3 separate regions of the Zea mays genome follow, and all the other regions are linked to region 1. Evidence: chromatin contacts called from public Hi-C data. All regions are on one chromosome and are shown on one strand. Each heading gives the region's core, a stretch centred on a gene start, on an enhancer-like site or on the middle of the called end of the contact. The rest is flanking DNA. Distances are from core to core; before and after follow the strand shown.

Region 1 (4,954 bases), core at 1,420-3,919:
CTCCAGGTACGGCCAGACTTCAAATCGCGAGATCCACTTGCGAACGATTCCGTTTTCTGTTCTGAATGGCACGCGAAGGATATGGCAGTGCTCGGTGCCAAGGACCTTCTCAAGGCGCTGGCCACAGGTGGTGCCAGTTGCATCAGGGAGCAACCTGGTGACCTGCGCAAAAAAAAAATTCAAATAAGGTTCTTAATGTCACCAATTTAGCCGCTATATTTTCCTTTTTTATCACATTAGGCATCACACTTACAATAAGGATCTTCGGCGTGATGTCAAGACCACACTGCTTGATCCTCAGCAGCATTTCGTTCTCCATAGCGCGCACTTGATCCAAGATGTAGACAACCTGCAGGTGGAATACAGATTGATCAGAGCGACTTCAGTGTTTCTTTTAACTGTGTATCCGTGCCTGAGTGGCTAAGGAGAGTACCTGGCCTCCGGTGTCAGGGTAACCCAAGACATTAGCTTGAGCGAAGTAACCATGAGGGGAGAGGATAACGACATTGAACACCATGGGGATCGTTCCAAGGAACTTCTCCAGGGTGGACGGATCTGGGGCCTCCAGGAGGTCCAAGAGGAGGTGGATAGTCTCCTGTGCACGCTTAGCGCAATCACCCCAACCCTTCTCCAGACCAAGTTCCTGGAACCTGTTTTTGTCCAGTCAGGATTATGTGTTAAATCGCAAGAGTACTAGTACATGCTTCAGTTGCTTTAGTATATGTAAACGAGTCAACAAAAAGTATTCAGTACCTGTGGTGAAATTCAGAGTATGGGGTATCAGCTTGTAGGGTGGACAGGTGCTCCTCAGCCTTCCTCAGCGCACCTTGCAGAGCACTGAGACTGCGGATTCTGTCGTTCAACATCATGGTCTGTAGGGAACCATAGAATTTCAGATTTTTCCAGCTAGTTCAAAGCCAATTTACAACTACCACAGCAGGAATATATGGATAAATAGTTTAAGGTGTCCTTGTGGTTAAAAATTTTAGACAGCTCAGCAACTCATTATTTATCGGGTATGCATCACAGGTCAGCCTTAATGATACAAAATTTCCACTTTGCTAACACCCTTTTGACAACTTCTAGACAATATCGATGACATTTAAGTAAAGAAACAGATAAAACAATGGCTCACCATCCCCTTGTAGTTGTGGGCGCGAAGGAAGTTGAGCAAGGGGTACATGCTCTCCTTGTCATGGAAGAGCTTTGATGACAGGTGCCTGTTGAGGAACTGCACGCCATTGCCAATGGACTTTGACAGAGAAGGACGGGGGAAGGAGGCATTGAATGGCTCAAAGTCCAGCTCAAGAACAAAGTTGTTGTTGGGGCTGCAATATATACACCAAAAGTATTATAAACTGTCATATATATGACCAAAACCTTTTTATTTTAGAAAAGTATATTAATCATGGTATATTAATCAAAGTTGTTGTTGGGGCTGCAAAAATCATACCCTTCTTCCACAAGCTGTTCCTTGAACTGCAGGTACTCAGGAACTCTCAGCTCCTCAACAGCGAGCTCACTGACGTTGACCCTCACATACTCCCAGACACCAGGCCTAGGGCGGATGGCAAGTGCAACCCATGGGGGGATGACAATCGCCTCCTGTAAGATAATAGAGCTAGAATGATTAAAGAAGGTGCACACTACAAAAGGAACAGTGCTGTCCAGCGAGATCTGAATCTGATGCAAACCTGAGCTGCCCTCAGGACATCCTCAAAAGCACCATCCTTGAGCTTCTCGCGCTCAGCCTCAGGGATCGCATTGTTGTACTCGGCAATGATCTGGTGGGGCTGCAGCATACCCTTTCCAAGGTTTTTCAGCCTGCGCAAAACGATGTGCCAAATAACATCAGACTATGCCAGATCTATAAACTCATCAAACATATACAATTTCAAGAAATAGTTTAGACGTATGATCAGCAGTCAGTAGCGTGGGAACATATGCAACATAGCGAAGAGGCACAACAGCAAATTCATTCGAAAAAATGAAAACAAAGATTCCTCTCTTTTAACTGAACTTCTCGAAACCCCTTTCATGCCTACACATCCGATCTAGTCAGATGCCTATGCGTTCATGCTGAACAGAACGTGTCAGAACTAAGCATAAACTGGTTAGCAAGCATTATCGTATTCGATAGACCCTTTAGTAACAAGCTATACATTGGGTAAGTTCAGACTCCAATCATTCTGTTCAGAAACATCGTATTGAATATAAAACTAAAGAACACACATGCAGGTGCAGCCAGATCTAACAGCAGTTTACAGTCGGTACTAAAAAAAGCATGGTGTATGTATGTATCATCAGTATCCAGTACTAGGTTTCGACAAAATCCTGGATGCTAATTAAATACTCATCTTATTAGGGAACACAGGAACATTATGTCTACAGCATTGAATGATGGCCACATCATGCTAGATCTAACAATACATAATATGATGGAACTGGTCTTAAAAAGTCGCATTCGCTCAAATAATACCCGTAGCAAAATAAATGTAAACTTGCAGACGAAGCGGGGGAAATGAGGGCAGACCTGGTGAAGACGGCGACAAGCTCATTGGGGTGGGCAGAGAGTGAGTCGCCAATGCGCTCCCTGACGCTGTGGAGGCGGCTCAGGACACGGTCACCTGCACCTTCCCCCATTGCTGTCCTCTTCCTGGATCCTCAGGCCTGCACAGCGAAACCGAAACGGAAGCGGAAGCTTCAGTCAGCAGAGAAAACTGAAACCGAAAAACGGTTCAGATCCGTTGACATAAAAGCTGCGATGACATCCTAAAACTAAAACCCCTCCAGCAAGACATAAACCCAACTGCCAACAACCAGTCTTTTAAGTCTCGACACACCCTTGACGCTGCGCCACGAAACTATATTGCAGGCAAGAAACCAACAGAACCTAACTCTGGAAGGGGGGAAAGAAACGGCAGACAGGAGCAAGACCCAAAAAAAAACGACTCAGATCCTGGTACTATAGTCCTAGTACCTAGACCAGAAAGAAGAAACAACCAATACAACAAGAGGCATACAAGAACTGAATCGATGAACTGAAACGCTTCAGAGGACCGAGGAATGGCGGAGAAGGGAGGCGCCTATTTATACAGATCTGACGAGAGAACCGAACAAAAACACATCGATGGGAACCATGGAGAAGAAAAGGGCTGGCCGCATGGCACCAATGGCCTCGGCCTCCAAAAAGCCGTTGAATCCAAAGCAGGCGAGGACGAAGCGTGACGCGGCAGGGTACTTCTCTAGAAAAGCACGGCATCAGCAAGGTGGGGGGGCTGGGGTTCCTTATTGCAGGCAATCACGAGGTGATTAGCACAAACGGAAGTAATTACACCTAGATGATGATAATAAGGCGCAGGATTAACGTAAGTTAACCATGGCCATTAGCACAAGAACCCAGGACTGTCAGCCTGTCTCCGAGTCCCGAGACAAGGAGCACATGGCGGGGCATCCGGACGGATAAAGCCAACAAGGCAACAACTTATCCGAGGAAAATCGTCACAGAAATATTTCTTGCAAAAATATTGGTTAATTAAAGAGGAAACAAAGAAGCGCCGGATCTACTAGCGTTCTGGTACCAACTCGGGAGTATGCAAAAAATATATATATATGAAACCTTAAACCCGGAGTTTGCAAGAGCCTTGGTGCTCAGTAAACCCCAGATCCAGAAGCTAACACCGTCGTTCCTGCGCGGATAAGCAGGCTCCCTCCGCTCCCCTAGGATCTCGTCAAGTGGCAGACAATAGTTCTCTGGATCTCACGGACGCTAGTCGCTAGCTATCCCCTGGTAGGCTGGTACAACAGCCGTAAAAAAACCCGTCTTTTGTTTTGTTTGTTTTGGCTATAGCTGCAAGGAAAGCAACTGCATGCAGAGGCAGCACCTCCCCCGCCTGCAGAGTGGCGGCAGGTTCAGAGAACCGGGCGAAAAAATTCGGCATGACCTCCCCTACACCATCGATCGATCATGACCAGGTCCGAGCGGAGCGTATAGTTCCTACATGCTACCGGCGGCACCGTCCGGCGCGTTCGGACACGACCAGGAGGAGGAGCATCAGTCACGGCGAGCGGCGGCGGCATTTCGCCCGGAGCAGGACAGCAGACCAGCGTCCACGCACGCACCCACGCAGGACGGCAGGAGCAGAGGAGGAGAGGGCTAGAGCACCCCCATTGCATTACCTTCCTCTGAGAGAGAGAGGAGAAGAAGGAGGGACCTCCAATCCAAAGGAGAGGAGAGAACAATCCCCTCCAAGGAAACGCAACGCAGTGAACGCAAATCAAATGGACGGGGTGAACGGAGGTGGAATGGATGGGTGAGTTGAGCGGCAGCCCCGGGCCCCGTTTTATACACGCATTGCGGGGGCAGGGGTGGGGGCCTCTTTGCTCCCACCACCTTCGTCCCTTGCCCATGTAGTATTAGATTTTTTTAAAAAAATGGTAGGTGAGGGATAAGAAAGATTAGGAATTTTTTCTTTCTTTCCTTTTGGTAGTGCATTGGGTTTGCTTTCTTCATCTGATGCTGGTTTACGGATGGATTTTTTGTTTACATGTCCAGGTATGATCGGATATGATCAGCTTGGGATGGAGTATTTTGGGTCTCTCTTTTTATTTATCTTCAAAGATTTTTTTTTGAAAGAAGGTTTCTACTCCTAAATCAGCGGAGGTTTAATGCGTGACAAGTAGCGGGAACTTTCTGCCACTAAAAACCACTCCTTTTTTGTCCTCAAGCACAAGCAGTGCTGACGCGCCCTGTACGTACGTACGTACGTACTAGAAGTAGAACAGACGAGGCTGGTATTTTTTTTTGTTTCGGTAGTAATAAATTTGGCATTCGGACGGTAATCTCGCTGTTGTAATAATAAATAAATAAATGCACACGGTCCGACGCCGCGTCACCTTCTGACCTTGGTACATGAGAAAACAGAGGGAGCGCACATCACCGCCTCCAAAATCC
Region 2 (4,954 bases), core at 1,401-3,900, 330 kb after region 1:
TCACGCTTGTACTTTCATCTCCTTCAAGTTGAAGGTACATTTGTAATTCGATGTTATTTCTGTTTATATATGATAATAATATATAATATATAATTATCTATGTTATTCTTTATATTTCTTACAATTCATTCTTCGTCATTGTATAATGTATTTATGAAGGTACGCCCTTCATAACCTTCGTCCGAAAACCATTATATCCTAAGGGGAATAATGCTTCGAAGGACGAAGGACTCTACCGATTGACATTTTCTATGTTGTCTTGTTCTTGACTTTTATCATTTGAGAACAAGTCCCCAACATGTCCTTTCACCAAGAATTAATCCATCTCATTCTTAATGCATTGTTTGGAACGACATGAACTTGCCTTTTAGAGTCATCTCCTCAAGGGAAAAGCAAGAGCAGAACATTGAGTCTTAGGCTGTCTTCAGCAACGTGTCCTAAATTCCGTCATCTAAAAAAATATTTCTTGTTCTTTACAGAACAATTTAAAAGATTCTATCCTTTATATCTTCTCCATCTCCAGCAACATCCTTTAAATTCAGTTCTCTATAGATACAGTGTTAGAAGAGTCTATTATGTACCATATTTATTCTATCTTTTTCATTTAATTTGGTGGTCCTCAATTTTTCTATCCAGTACCGTTTGTCTACTATATATTACATAAAAATCTGGAAACGTATTTTATTTCCAAAGCAAAATATGTGTCTAGCCCCTCTCGGCTATCGCGTTGGGGATCGACAACTGTGGAGGGGACAAGAAAGCCACGACCGATTCCATGTGCGTCGCGACAGCGTTGGTTCTCGTCGAGCATGCGCGTTTGTGCTCCTTTGTCGGCTGCTGCTCGCGCTCTCCTCCTCATCCCCAGTGAGCTGTCGTGCCCGCATCCTCGGCAGCTGCACTATTATCCTCCTCACTGGTGCTCGCGCTCGTCCAGCCGGCAGCCGCGCGTGCTCTTCTCCTCCTCCCGATGAACTGTCGCGCTGCGTCCCGGTGGCTAAGCGCCTGTCCTCCTCGTCGGCGGTCGCGCGGTCCTCCTCCTCGCCGGTGATCTGCCACGCGTGTTGCTCCTCGTCCCCGATAATGCACTTGTGTGCTCGTCCTCATCACCGACGAGTGGCAATCGAAAATCGCCACGACCTTCTCCAGCAACTCGAAATCGCCGTCCAGGACGCCATGACGAGGTCCAGGCCGAGTGGGCGGGCGCGACATCACTGGGTCCACGAACACGGATCAGACACACACTAGTCTTCCAGGTTTAGTGGCTCCGGAGGCTGACCTCTATTTTAACGTTTGTTTTACGAGACATTATTCAATACGGTGAATTCCGCTACATATAGCGTATAGACTCATTTACGGTTCTCTGTTGAAGAGAGTTTTAGAGCATCTCTAAGGGTTTCTTAGAAGTCTCTCTTTAAATCATTTTTTTTGAAAAAACATAAAAACATGTCTCCAACAGTTTTTCTAAAACGCTCTCAACTTTTTCATAGCCCTTAAAACTTTCTCATTTATAGCTACAAATGAGAGATTTTTTAGGCTCCACAGAAACAATCTACCGCTTTAAGAGATCTGTTAGAGAAAGGATTAAAATTCATTCCATTAATTTTTTAGGCGTCAACTAAAATTAATTTTGAGAAGTCATTTTTTAGAGAGCTCTTGAAGATGCTCTTAGATTTGTAACTTCAGAGTGGCTCTCAAGAGCTCTTCTTTTCTCCTCCGCAGGCTACACTGTGGGGCTGCAATTAGGACTGGGCGTTCGGGTTTACCCGAAAATTCGGGTCGGGCTTTTCGGGTTTTTTAAATTTCGGGTTTTCAACAGTTGAACCCGTACTCGTACCCGAAATTTCGGGTACCCGCAATTTCGGGTACCCACAAATTCGGGTTTGGGTTTGTGTAAAATTCGGGTACCCGTTATTGCCTTTGACAAAATCACAAACTCAAATCACACTTGGTTGTTGCCTGTTGGTCCACTCGGGCAATGCATGTGCGTGACGGGCGCCTGGACGTTGGCCTGGACGGCGCCTTGGTGAGGCCGCGGCGCCTGGACGCTAGCGTCGCGTTGAGCGCTGGTGGCTGGCGTGCGACCGGCTGGACAGGTTGCAGTTGTAGCCTAGGCGATGGCCAATGGGGGGCGTGCCGCAGCCGCCGCTGGTGCCGCGCCAGGAACAGCCGCCGCTGGAACAGCCGCCGCTGGTGCCGCGCCAGGGACTCAGGACAGCCGGACAAGGAAGACAGGACTCAGGAGTTAGGGTTGGCTGGATTGGGAGGTTTCGATTTCGTAGTAGGCTGCCAACTGGGCCGTGGGCTGTGGAGCTTGCGCTCGGCCTGGCGCCTGGCGGCCTTCTAGTAGAATGGATATCGGGTAGAATGGGTACTTCGGGTACCGCGGGTTAGTACCCGATTAGGCCCGAACTTAGTTCGGGTATCCAGTTTCATTACCCGCTGGAGCTATTTGGGTAACGGGCTTCGGGCTAAACGGGTATGGGTTCGGGTATTTCGGGTATAGGGCTTCGGGCTCGGGTTTTATGCCCCTAGCTGCAATGCTCGGACGGGATGACAAGCGTCAATGATCCTTGTGCAAGATACTTGCAGAATCAAGCAAAAAAAAAACATCGAGTAGTAGCACGTACGGCTTGGTTGTTGTAGCGTGCAGGCCCATATATAGTAGCAAATTAACTGTCCAGCAAAGCGAGCCCGTTGGAAACTCGGCCCAAACTCTACCTCATCTATCACCTCAACAACCACACCAGCAAATGAGTTACTTATCTCTACTATTCCTTAAGACCATAACGAGGGCGTCCACCGCATCACCGTGCCCCCGCCCCCGTCTACGAGCGACCCTCTGCGCTCGCGCGAATCCCGCCCGAGATCGCCGCCGATCCGAAGCAACGGCACCGTGCCCCTCCCCCTCGCGAGATCCGCGACCGCCCCATCCCGGCGCCGCGGGATCCACGCCTCCGCCCTCGCCCTTCCCCACCCCCACCCGCTAATCTCGCGGTCGATCCGCGCCCGGTCCTGACCCCGCCTCCGTCCTCAGCACCGCCACTCCGTCCCCCATCTTCGGCGCCGCCGTCTCCCGCTCCCCTGGCACGCATTCGGGGTCCTTGCGGGCGACAAGCACCTCCGTCCCGGAGGCATCTGCCGCTGCAGCATAGACCACCATGTCCTCGCTCGGCAGCACCGATGTTGACGATGGCAACGAGGAGGAGGACGGCTCCGCGAGCACCCCCGAGATCTACTGCTGCCACTCCCACGCAGTTCTTGCTCACGAGATCTGTGTGCAGGTTGATGTCCTCGTGGTGCCACGCCGACCTCGCCGCCACCAAGCGCGCCACCCATGTCCTCACCGACCTCGCCAAAATTGTAAGAATAGGTGTTGTCACTGTCGTGGTGTACGTACAGTTGAGTTTTGAGTTAGTGTTTAGCTTCCTTACCAGGGACGGATCGAAGCACCATAATAAGTGTTTAGCTTTCCTCCGCGCCTCGGGCGGCCGCGGCACAGGCGCCGCCGCGCCCGCTCGCCGCGAAGCACAAGGACGAGCCGGACCCCGACGACGGCAGGCAGAGGGTCACTGTCTTCTTCGGCACGCAAACCGGCACCGCTGAGGGCTTTGCCAAGGTCCCTACTCAAACTCTGCTCCTCTGTTTGCTGTGTTTGCGGTCCCTTCTACAGACTACAGCCAGAGCTCGGTGCTCTGCTCGCTTGCTTGCACCGCTGGCTAAGATCGGATTTGACGGCACTTTTGGGCGTGGAGATCTTGGTACCGTCCAGAAGAAGCTCAAATCTATTTCATACACAAGTGCATTTGATTTTGTTCCTGATGTTAGGCTGACCTTTAACAATGCGATGACTTACATTCCTTGTGGCCATGTAGTGCATGACTCGTGCCCGCGCCAGGACTCGTTGCCAATATTGCACTCTTAGTGCAAAGAATAGCTGAGCTTGTTACAGATAATATGGGTGGACCTGTCAAAGATGCTAACGACATGCTCACAAGGTGGCTGGAGAAGAGTACTGAGCTGAGAACATCGCTACAAACAAGTTTGTTGCCTATTGGTTGCATCAAGATAGGGTTATCACATCACCGTGCCCTACTTTTCAAGGTTCTCTGCTTCGGTCCCTTCCTCTTTCTCATGCATGCATTTGCAAGAAAACTAGCTAGCTTATTGTTTCAACTGAGAAGCACATGCTTAGAAAGTAATGTAATTATGTCTTGTACCTCTCCATGCAGATCCTTGCCTATAGTGTTGGGATTCCATGCAAACTTGTCAAAGGGAGCAATTATACTGGTGGTGATGACGACGATGCTATAAACATAATTAAGATGGACAATGAAAGGTATCAATGTTTAATTATTGTGCTTTGTTCATACTTCACAGTATAAATACTTAAGATACGTCAAGTTATGCTATCCATGTGCTAGCCTTATTTACTATATTCCAATTAATTTGTTGCTACTCTATGTTTACTAAGTAGTTTTTTGGTTAAATTTTTCTGTAGGGAGTTTTTGGTTGATCTGATGGCTGCTCCTGGTGCTCTTATTCCAGCAGATATCTTAAGTTGGAAAGGCAATTCGTTAAATTCTAATCGAAAACTCGGCCTGAATCGAACAGCTGGATCATCAAGTACTGTTGATGCTAATGTGGATCCTACTGTATTGCCACTTGAACCTAAAGGTGGCCAACTGCCTTTGTTCAGCAGTGGTGATTGGATGTCAGACATTGATTCTGGATATGAGGCAGCAGAAATTGCAGCTTCTACTCAAACCTCTTCGGGTGTCACACCATATCTGTGTTCTGCTGGAAGTGTTTTTGGCAGTTCATGGATGCTGGTTAATCATGACCAATCAGATGGACCATCAACTTCTGCTGGTACATCATCGCAGCAGAAAGTTGTACCTCAAAGCGAGCATCAGCGGAATTTAAACCGCCTTCCAGATCTGCAGGAAATTCCAGA
Region 3 (4,954 bases), core at 1,553-4,052, 290 kb after region 1:
GACACCCAAACTTGATGGGAACCTACCACTTCTTTTACTAGAGACTTTGAAACCCAAATGTTCTTAGGGGTGTTTGGATACAAGGGACTAAATTTTAGTCTCATCACATCGGATGTTTAGATGCTAGTTAGAAGTATTAAATATAGTTTATCTACAAAACTAATTACACAGATGAGGACTAAATGATTTACGAGTATATTAAGCCTAATTAGACCTAATTCGCTCATGTGATGCTATAGTAAACATTTGCTAATCATGGATTAATTAGGGTTAATAAATTCATCCACTCATTTAGTCTTCATCTATGTAATTAGTTTGTAATTTTAATATATTTAATACTCATAATTAACATTCAAACATATGATGTGACACGGAGTCAAAGGAACCAAACAACCCCTTAGACCTATTCTTGTTTGGCATACCTTAAAACTAGGGATGTAAATGGTACATATATTATTCGCCGGTATTCGAATTCGATCCGTCAAAAAGAGCTAAAGTTTAATTTGTATTCGAGTCTAGATACTCGATATCTGATCAGTATTTGTATCCATATTCTCAAAGTTTGAAAAATTAAAGCCATATTTAAAGTATATTATGCTAGATGGTATCACAGTAAAATTAATAATAATTATGATTTTTTGAATAAGGCGAGCTATTCAAACTTGATGTAAAAAGGTGAAATGAATTATAAATTGCGACCCATTTTAGGATGTATATCTTATATTTCCTTTAGTATAGTTTCCTTTTCCTTATTTAGTACTTGTTTATAGACTCGACGGTCGATTGCGTCTAGGGATGAAAACGGTCGGAAACGGTCGGTTAACACTAAAACCATTATCGTTTTCATATTTTTATCGGAAACAAAATCGAAAACGATAACTCCAGAAACGGAAACAATATCGGTATTTCAGAAACATCGAAAAATGAAAGTTTGGTGCGGAAAATACACCTGTAACGGTCGAAATCTAAAATACAATCGGTAAACATATCAAACTTCACAATACAACAAAGTTGACAAAAGATCACAAAGACCACAACTTCACAATTCATGATATAACAAGTTCACAAGGATCACAAATTTATAATATAAAAAATTTACAAAGATCACAAGTTCTCAATATAACAAGTTCACAATATAACAAGTTCATAAATATCACAAGTTCACAGACTCAAAGTTCACAGTTCACAATATCCACTCGATCTAGTTGACATGACATGCTTGCTTATGAAATATTTTCCCTCACATAAAGAGTTTTTTCACAACCTCACAGGAAAACCCTAAAACCTAGTGTGTGAAAAAGATAGACTGTCGGATCTCTATCATTATATATTACTAATACATAACATGTACATATAAAATGATGGATTCGTTCGAGAGACCAAATCGTTAATCCCAACTGCCTTCCAATACCATCTATCCCAAAAAAAATATAAAGGCGTCCAAAAAATACAAAAATAAGTAATCCTTATCTAGAGACGTACATACGATGTGAAAAATCACATGCTGAAAAATTCCGAAAAATTCTGAGTCACAATTCCAAAAAAAATCGAGACACAATTCCGAAAAATTCCGCGACACAAATCCGATAATTTCCGACAAAAACCAGTAACCGAAGAAAATGGTCGGTAAAACACCACACCGATTCCGATAGAAATTCCGAAAACCGATTCTGTTTTCGAAAAACACCACACCGATTCTGATAATTTTTTTTTTCGAAACCGGTTTCCGGAATTCCGAAAAATTCCGAAACCGTTTTCATCCTTAATTGCGCCACAGAAAGAGATAAAAGCATTACCAATAGGCTCATTCATCGAAAATCAGAGAGACATAAAAAGAAAAAAGAATTATGATCAAATCAATAGAAGGAAGGATCTCTTACCTGATTTGAATTTCATCTTCCTTCAAATAGGATATGCTCTAAGTCTCCCCATACTTTCCTATAATGACTGCAACGATTTTCTCCATTTTGTGAATTCCTATTTTATTTGAGTACCTCTTTTTGAACTTCGGAAGGACAAAAAAAGTACTGTGAAACGGATAATTTTAACTCATTGCGCTCTACCATTACTTTCCCACTTCGGATTCCATAAAATATAAAATATTTTTTCTTCACACCTGTATATAGCTTCTTCTAGTGATTGTTCAAACTAACCGACTTTTACCACCATCCATGTTTTTTAAAATTTTACAATTATAACATTGGATCGTACTGCACGTATTTGATCCTTTTTTATTGGTATAAAAACAATATCATCTCAGAAATACTTTGACTACAAATCTATAGTGCACGTCGAAATTTACATATTATGTAATTAATCGTGTCGATCAAAATATATATCGCTTACCTTTTTATTCAAAATATGATTATTATTTCTGGATGAAACTTTTTAAATACAATTATTATTTCTTAGACTGGGATGCACGTATATTTATCCAATTCCAATCCTTCCATCCGAAAGCAATTTTTGGGAGCATCCAGAGCCCTAGCTGGCAACATCAAAATCCCACACAGGCCTCGCGACCCAGTCGCTCCCTCCTCTCCATCTCCTCAAGCTTTTCAGTTTCCACTCACATATTTACACCGCTACGGGCCAAGCCCAAGCGAGAAGTTCTTGTAAAATACTCCGTACTACTTACTGAAAAGAATAAAAACTTCGGTCTTAAAAGTTTTTACTACTAGCAAAGACTCCTCGACTCGAGCGAGGTCGAGGAAAAGTTTCGCCATCCGGTTTGGTTGTGTTGGATTTTCCTTCTATTAAACCACACCATCTGTGCTCCTGACTCCGCTGCTCTGGTCTTTCCCACCACCGCGAACACCTGGCAATGGCGGCCCCCGCCCCGTCGGCCACCTCCCAGATGTCCTCAAGCGGCCTCCTTTCTTACTGAGCTCACCCACCACCCGCCACGCCCCCGACTCCCACGAACTCCTCCGCCTACCCACCCCTACCCTACTTCTCTCGCCCGCCGGACGCATCTCGGGGCTCTGCTCCCCGGTTCTCGGGGCCGGTGGATGCGACCGCGTCCCCGCCCCCGAAATCAGCTGCCCGGCGTCCTCATAGCGTTCCCGGGATCTAGGCCCTGAGCAATGGCAGCGGCGGTGGCGCCGCCGCTCTGCACCTGGCTCGTCGCCGCCTGTCTCTCCGCGGCCTGCGGCGATGGCGAGAAGGAGAATGAACGCAGGCACCGCGGTGGCGGCGTAGGGGGTTTCTTCGGCTCGCGCCGCCGCCTCGGCTCAGGGCGCCGCGGCGTGGGGCGCTCTGGTCAGCCCATTTCCCGTTTTCTATTGCCAAAGTCTGGTTTCTTTCACGCTTCGCTGTAACGGAGGAGTTTCACTGCATCGGTAGTGTCACAGCGGAGATTTGGCGGCGGGTTAAAGGTGGGAGTTTTATACGGTTCCAGGGTCACATAGCTCGTGCGCGCGCCCGGGATGTAGGCTTCGAGGGGATTATACCCAGCTTGATGCCGGCATCTTGGTCCAGTCTTTTTTGTTTTTGTATGGTTTCGGACTGGCCGTCAGCTCATGCTCTGGAGTAAGTTGGTGGGTTTGCAATTGCTAGGTCTGGCTGCACTAGTTTCACTAAATTTATGTAAACCTAGGATTTTTATCATGAGGAGGAACTGTGCCTACAGGGAAATTTCAGACCCAATTTTGGCGTCGCTATATTGACAACCAAAAGAAACTGAAATATTGTCTTGTTCATGAAATTGTCCTGTCTGGAACTAAGCAAGCTTGCATTCCTTAACAGTTGATATCTCTACTGCCATCCCTGGTTTTGGCTGTGCCTTTGTGGTACCATTACTTCAGCACAAGCATACCAAATGAAATGTGTGGGCAAACCATCCTATATTATTTGTTGATTGTGGTGTCTTCTTTTGTTCTCCCCTGTGGGCCACTCAGATGACCAAAGTTTTTACTTGAAAAGGGATTCAATTGATATATGGGCATTTGTGGATGGCACTGCCTTTCCTGTTGTCCACTTCTATTTGTCTTACATGCTGATTTCTGGTAGTTGTACACCGAATGAACAAAATTCTGGTGAACTGCAGGAATGGCCATGTCTGTTGCCTTGCATCCTGAAAGGACAGCTGTGGAAAATAAGAAACCTGATATGAAACAGAGGAGAGTGGTTGTCACTGGCATGGGTGTAGTGACGCCACTAGGGCATGATCCTGATGAATTCTACAATAACCTTTTAAGGGGTATCAGTGGAATAAGCGAGATAGAGGCATTTGATTGTTCTCACTATCCCACGGTATTTAGTTTCTTATCATGGTTAATGATGTGAGGTTTGTTGTAGAATTACGCTGAAACATGCTGTACTTCATCGACACTATGTTTCATACAGAGAATCGCGGGAGAAATCAAATCATTTTCGACAGATGGTTGGGTTGCACCAAAGCTAGCTAAGCGAATGGACAAGTTTATGCAATATTTGATAACAGCTGGAAAGAAAGCATTGGAGAATGCTGGAATCACTGAAGAAGTCATGAATGAGTTGGAAAAATCAAGATGTGGAGTCCTCATTGGGTCTGCTATGGGTGGCATGAAGGTGCAGATTCTTACATTACATGATATACTTGCTGAAAAGATCGTTTTTTAATTAGCTTCTCTTCTAATTCTATTTTGATCAGGTTTTCAGTGATGCAATTGAAGCTTTGAGGGTTTCATACAAGAAGATGAACCCATTCTGTGTACCTTTTGCAACTACAAACATGGGTTCTGCGATTCTTGCTATGGATCTGGTACCTTATATGATTAACGATCTTTTCTTGCTATTTCATTTCTTTACTTGTTTGTTGATACTTTGACAGATAGATATGATGATTCTTGATTACTGAAATTGCCCTTCATATGCAGGGTTGGATGGGCCCAAATTACTCTATCTCTACTGCTTGTGCTACTAGCAACTTCTGCATTCTGAATGCAGCTAATCATATCAGAAAAGGGGAAGC

The links. A called contact is a pair of places that touch in the nucleus more often than the background predicts.
Region 2: a Hi-C map of leaf shows a contact between it and region 1, with 5 times the contacts expected there. The contact joins the promoter of LOC103639036 here to the promoter of LOC542247 in region 1. A contact is called at or near these places in 3 of 25 Hi-C or Micro-C datasets (ear, leaf and tassel).
Region 3: a Hi-C map of leaf shows a contact between it and region 1, with 6 times the contacts expected there. The contact joins the promoter of LOC100383498 here to the promoter of LOC542247 in region 1. A contact is called at or near these places in 4 of 25 Hi-C or Micro-C datasets (ear, endosperm, leaf and 1 more).

What each region holds. Positions count from the first base shown.
Region 1 is chr9:127,811,013-127,815,966 of Zm-B73-REFERENCE-NAM-5.0, forward strand. It overlaps LOC542247 (sucrose synthase 1), which reads right to left and starts at 2,670. Exons shown (of 14, transcript NM_001111853.1): 1 at 2,534-2,670; 2 at 1,695-1,824; 3 at 1,454-1,605; 4 at 1,136-1,328; 5 at 754-872; 6 at 434-650; 7 at 254-349; 8 at 1-162. The coding sequence starts at 2,643.
Region 2 is chr9:128,142,900-128,147,853 of Zm-B73-REFERENCE-NAM-5.0, forward strand. LOC103639036 (serine/threonine-protein kinase EDR1) reads left to right here and starts at 2,651. Exons shown (of 9, transcript XR_004852756.1): 1 at 2,651-3,360; 2 at 3,435-3,758; 3 at 3,873-4,101; 4 at 4,230-4,336; 5 at 4,499-4,954.
Region 3 is chr9:128,105,630-128,110,583 of Zm-B73-REFERENCE-NAM-5.0, forward strand. It overlaps LOC100383498, which reads left to right and starts at 2,803. Exons shown (of 13, transcript NM_001176146.1): 1 at 2,803-3,261; 2 at 4,049-4,254; 3 at 4,348-4,551; 4 at 4,634-4,744; 5 at 4,860-4,954. The coding sequence starts at 3,087.